Linked DNA regions of Sus scrofa: region 2 is linked to region 1. Evidence: chromatin contacts called from public Hi-C data. All regions are on one chromosome and are shown on one strand. The core of a region is the stretch at or near the end of the contact, and the rest is flanking DNA. Distances in the headings are between cores, read along the strand shown. Region 1 holds the start of SEMA7A (semaphorin-7A). Region 2 has its middle 35 kb from the start of CYP11A1.

Region 1 (2,835 bases), core at 232-2,731:
AGCCAGAGGCTTGGGTGTAGGCCTGAGGAGGGGCTCTTCACCTGTCCACAGCCTCCCTCCCTTTGGGGCAGTGTCCCTCTGGGCCTCATGAAGCTGTTGGCCCCATCCAGTGAGCCAGGAACTTAGTCCTGCATGATCTCTGGAGCCATCTTGATTTCGCCTTTTGGCCTGTTGGTGTATTTTGGTGACACTTAGGGAAGCAGGAGGGGATAGCTGGAAGCAAAATATGGAATGGTAAGGCAGAACTTCCTGATGATAACCTCTTCTTGGCCATGGAGCAGGGCAGAGGTTTGGAGCTGGAGCTGAGGCCAGGACAGGCTGCTCTCTGTCTCTGGTGGTGTCTGCAGCGTGTGACTCAAGTCCAGCTAGGTCTGTGGGTCTTGAAGGCTGCAGTGCACCTCTGCTACTTACTCCTCACCCTGTCTCTTCTCTGTGCAGTCCACCTGGGGGTAAGCATCCAGTAGGCACTGGATAAGTGGATTTTTTCATCCATGGTTACCTTGGGCAGATGCAGAGGTGGGTCTGGGACCTCTCTGGCTTGAGGGAGAGAAGACTCCTTTAGAAAGGCAGGCACATGGCTCTGAATAGGTGAGCTGAAAGCAGAGCTGCCTGGGCTGTTCAGGTGACTGTAGAGGGACTGGCCCGGACCCTATGCAGGGGGTCATGGTGGGGTCATCAGGCTGCCTGCATAGCTGAGCACTAACTATGCATCTTGTGGGCAGAGATCCCTTAAAGCTGGTCTGACTGACTCTGCCTTCCCAACAGTGAGTCCTGGGCACGCAGGATGCTCCCCTCTCTTTCTGCTTGGGGAAGGGGACTTCTTAATTATATCCCCCTCCACTCACATGGAAATGAGTTTGGATTTTCTGAGCACACACCAGCTGGCTGGGGGGGAGGCAGCCCAGAAGGCTGCTGGCTGGGGAAGGGAGGAGAAAGGCGGGGAGGGAGCCAGGCCAAGATGAAAATTCCGTGTTCTCACAGCTGAGCAAGGATGGGGCTCTGAGTGCTCCCTACAGATTATCGACCTTCTGCCCAAAACCCACACCCCCTCCTTAGGGGAAAGCGTCTTGTTCCTTCTTATAGGCTCAGAGGAGCCGTGTCCACTCAGGTCAGCCCATCCTCTGAGAACCACAGCCTTCAGAGTCCACTTAGCTGATCATTATCGAGGTTGTCTGTTCCCTCAGGAGAGGTCCTCTCTGACTTCTAGGCCAATCCCTTCCTGGGGTGGGGGGAGTAAATCTAAGGCCTTGAGAGGGGACAGGACCTGGCGCCGATCACAGGAGACCACAAGTCTGTCTTGCTCCCCTTCCCCCAGGTTATCCCCGTGGAGTTGCCCAGGAAAGGGGTGTCGAAGATTCCCCTGACAGCGGTCACTGCTTTACCCCTAAGCCAGCGGGTGGGGAAGTCGGAGAGGGACGGGGGAGGGGCGGGGTGGGGTCAGGCGTTTGACTCCGCCTCCTCTCGTTGGATCTGCCTGCGGTCGGGCGCTGGCTCAGTCTCGGCTGCTCTCCGCCGTTGCTCCGGGGCCGCGGGATGACACCGCCTCCGCCCGGATGCGCCGCCCTCGGCGCCCCGCGCGCCCGCGTTCCCAGTCCGCAGGCTCGGTCCGGGCTCCCGCTGCGGCTGCTGCTGCTGCTGCTGCTGCCGCTCTGGACGGCCGCCGCCTCTCAAGGCCACTCGAAGAGCGGACCCCGCATCTCTGCTGTCTGGAAAGGTAGGTGGCGCCGCGCTTGCAGCGCGGCTCGAGATCCGATGCCGCGCGGGGCGGGTGCGGAGTGTGCAGCACTGGAGAGAGTGCGTGCGCGCGGCTATGCAGGTCCTGGGCTGTCCCCGCGGATAGCGTGTGGGTCTGGGTGAATGTGTGAGTGTGCCCGCTGCCACGCCGGAGCGGGCTGTGACGCTGCGGCGAGCGAGCGGCAAGGGCTGGAGCCCCGGCTAAGTCACTCCAAGTCCGCCCGCAGCCGGGAGCCGCAGCGCGGGGGTGCAGGGGGGAGGGAGAGGGCCCTTCTCTCGGCCCCGAGGCGCTCTCAGTCCTCCAGCGCTGAGGCCTCTGTGCAGAATCCTTTCTCCTGCCGGGACCCCCACCCAGCTCCTCTCTTTCTGAGCTATGGGCTCCGCTGTCGCGCAGGGCGCAGGCTGGGCCGGCAAGGGGGGCGCGGACCCTTTGCCGCCGCCGCTGCGCTCCGGCTGCGGGAACAAAGACCCCGCTGCCTGCCCCTGCCCCCGCCCCGGCCCCAAGCGCGGGCCGGGTAAAGGGGTGGGTACCCTGTAGTGAGCCGGGACGTGGCTCCGTGCGGAGGCTTCAGGCACCCCGGCGCTGCCTCTGCAATGCTGGGACCCGCCGCTCCCCCCTTGTCCGCACGTGGCAGTTGTCACCAGGAATCCGAGCCAGCATGGGGGGCAGTGCCAGTTGGGTGGGGCGCGGCCACTGGGACCCCCAGGTAGGGGATCTGGCAAGGGGCTGCAGCTTTTAGGCCCTGGTGGATATGTGAACTTGGGGGACCGAAGTCTCCCCAGGGGCGCCTCAGTTTAGATCACTGTACAATGGGTCAAAAAGCTGGCTGGGTAGGTTTTGAGGTTTTGTGTTGCAAGGGACTGAAGTTCCCTGCATTGCACAAAAATGCTTCCCCACCCCCAGGACGACTATGCTCTGTCCCCAAATTTGGCAGGTGCTGCAGCCCCCCTGTGGTGGTGGTGGACTGGCAGTGGGGGTGGGAATGGTAGGTCTGGTCTCTCTGGGAGCCTTTTGATGCCTGAGGCGGTTTGCAGGGATTGCAGGAGCCTGAGCATTATCTGGGGCAGGTATTCTTAGCAGAGAGAGAGGGGGAAAAAAAA
Region 2 (2,835 bases), core at 117-2,616, 45 kb after region 1:
TCAAGGGGGAGGTGATCTCATGCCTCCTCCCTCAGCCATGTGGCCGAGGTGCCCACTGCCACCTCAGGAATGACTCCTGCAGACGCAGTCCCCATCCCCGTCTTTGTTCACTGATGGCCTCATTCTTGCTGTGGCAGCATCATCGCTGTCCCCTGTCAGGTGTGGGGGCTCCTCGTTGGTGGGAACTGGGTCTGGGGCCAGGATCAGGAGTGACTGCCTCGTCCTGCCAGGTAACAGAGGGAGGGAGGGGCACCCCTCACCCCCAGGCTCTCCTGGGAGGCCTCACCTCCTTCCTCACCAGGATGGGCCTCGTCTCCCTTCCTGGCAAGCGGCCCCTCCCTGCTGGCCCAACAGGGACCAGTCACTGATCTGTCAGTCAGTGAAGAGACTCCATGATGGGGAGCAGTGCCGGGGGTGGTCATCACCTGTGGGGGACCCCGATTCTCCCCTTGCAGGCCAGCCTACCTGGCTCAGGTGGGACGCAGACCAGCGGCCTTAACCCAAGAGGGAACACTGAACCCATCCTCTTCTCCACACCTTTGCACCTGCTGTGGCCATCTCCCCCTCCTGGTGGCCCTTGAGACCCCACAGTGCCCCCTTTCTGAGAAGCCCTCCCCACCGCAGAGCTCCCCGGCCAGGCTGGGTGAAGGACCCATGACAATGGGTCCTTGTTTTGTGATTCAAGGCTTCTGGGAACCAGCCCGTGGACCCTCTTGGCCTTACCCTGCCACCCTCCTCAGCATGTGCTGAGCCCTTGGGGCTCATGATGCTCACAGCACCCACCCATGCCCCCGTTGCCCACCTGAGAAGAGGCACGCCCTGCCCCCTACTCCATTTCCCAGGCAGAACGACACCTGCATCCTGGTGGGAAGCACCTTCCTTCTCTGGGAAGGGCTCAGGAAGCAGTCGAGGATCTGACCTCATGTTGATATTCATCCGGCCCTGTCTGATGTCATCAGATAGATGTTCCAGGATTTTCAGCAGGGGAGGGGGTATGGACAGGAAGTGGGGCTGCAGGATGAGGAGCTGGACTTGACCTCAGCCCCTTTGGGGATGAAGCTGTCATTCTCTCCAACCAGGGTCCCAGGTTGAGGGGTAACCCAGGCTGCACAGCTCGGCTGCCCATGCCTCTTTGCCCAGAACGATCCCTGGCAGAAGCTAGAGATTTGCGGGGGAAAGCACACTGGTAGATACAAGGCCTTGAGCCTATCTGAGTCTTAAGGATGTAAAAAGGCAAGTTTGGGTCTACAGCTGACATGGAGGGCTGCTGGGGCCAGGGGACAGGAGCCTCTGGGACACCGTGCCCTGCTGGGGGTATCACTGAGCTGCCTTGTGGGATGGGCTGGAGGGCAAGCCAATTCCTCTCTTTGGACTATGCCTTTCTAATGAGATCATCTCCTGCTTCACTGCCCAGCCCACCTGGCTGTCACAGGAGCAAATGAGGTGACACAGAGACTGAAAAGCATAAAGGTGGCATTATTATTAGCAGGAGTCATATTTGACTTGCTAATTAGCTTCCTAAAAATAGCCCCGTTTATTATAGCACGGGGAGAACCCTAGCTGAAGCTGTCGCCCTGGATTCTTGAGGCTCTGTGGCAGCCTTGCTGTGGGACTTTGGGCTGGGCCCTGGCCCTCTCTGGTCATCTGGCTCTAGGCGGAGGCTAGACAGTCTCTGAGGGCCACAGGCCCTGAGTGGGAAACAGTAGTCAGATGTAAACTCAGGGAGGAAGGCTCCTCTGAGGGACTAGATCATGGCCATTGTGTCACTGAGGCTATCTCTGGCTCCTGTTGGGGAATTTATGGGGGTCTTGAGTCTGGCCCTGATCTTGGGGTCTGGGGGCAGGCTGTCTGCCCTGTCCCACCGCAGAGCCTAACAGTTAGGAGGCTCTGAGGATTCCAGATGAGAAGGGTCGGAGAGAGAGGACCTGTGGCCTTGTAGGGTAGGGTTGGGGGATGGGAGAAGAGGGGCTGCAGACTCACTACAGGTCATCCTGCTGGCTGGGGAATCCATCCATTCAGTGCCTGTTTACTGAGTGTCTATTATGTGCCTAGCGCTGTGCCACATGCTGCAGGGGGGATGGAGGCCAACCTAGACCTAGTTCCGATCTAGTGGGGGAGGGGGAGACTCACCATTTACCCCACGACTAAACCTCACAACATACATGCAACTCTGACAAGGGCTAGAGAGAGGGATGCATGGTGCCAGGGGTACAGGTAATAGGGAATTGGACTTAGCTGAGAGATCAGGGAAGGCTTCCTGGAGGAGGTAACGTGGGTTGAAACCTGAAGAGTAGGTAATAATTGGGCAAAGCCTGGGGGTGGGGAGAGGGGAGAGGAATCCCAGGCAGAGGGAACAGAGGAACAAAGACTGGTTGAGCAGGTGGAGTAGAAGGGGCTGAGGAAGAGCTAAGGTAGCTGAAGTGGAGGGGGCCCCCGGAGGCCTGCTTTACCCACAATGTCAGTGTGATCGAAGCCCCAGAAGGGGGAAGAGACTTTCAATTTGAAGCTCTTATTGTGGTCCACACCAAAGGTGATGGCACTGAATTAGGATGATGGTGGCAGTGGGGTGGGGAGGGGTATTCTGAATGCAATTTGAGAGCACTAGGATATCGGCCAGACTCAGACGGGACGTCAGCATGAGGCCGTGGGAGTGGCCATGGTGACTCAGAGTGCGGATCTGGACTTCACCTGCAGAATAAAGAATACAGGATATAAAGAACACCGGATGGGGTGTTTCTCCTTTACTTTTTGTCTAGTTTCGGCTCTAGACGGAAATGCCCCTCTGTCTGTCCCTGTGAGTCACTGGTCCCTCCAGAGAGTGCAAGCCTGAGGCCT

Evidence for each region. Hi-C and Micro-C count contacts between places; a contact is called where the count stands out from the background.
Region 2: a contact with region 1 is called in a Hi-C map of skeletal muscle, with 7 times the contacts expected there. The contact joins the enhancer-like site here to the promoter of SEMA7A in region 1. A contact is called at or near these places in 5 of 5 promoter capture datasets (fetal liver, fetal skeletal muscle, liver and 1 more), 36 of 47 Hi-C or Micro-C datasets (adipose tissue, alveolar macrophages, blood and 17 more) and 2 of 2 datasets of contacts at active chromatin or transcription factors (alveolar macrophages and skeletal muscle).

Annotation. Positions count from the first base shown.
Region 1 is chr7:59,093,438-59,096,272 of Sscrofa11.1, forward strand. It overlaps SEMA7A (semaphorin-7A), which reads left to right and starts at 1,482. Exons shown (of 14, transcript XM_021099054.1): 1 at 1,482-1,714. The coding sequence starts at 1,534.
Region 2 is chr7:59,139,050-59,141,884 of Sscrofa11.1, forward strand. No RefSeq gene overlaps it. Among named protein-coding and RNA genes, the nearest start is that of CYP11A1, 35 kb to the right of the region's middle. Within about 2 kb of position 1,367, at least 6 of the 83 cell types and tissues checked have an H3K27ac peak or open chromatin away from gene starts, as enhancers often do. A contact at or near this core is called in skeletal muscle, where this site is marked.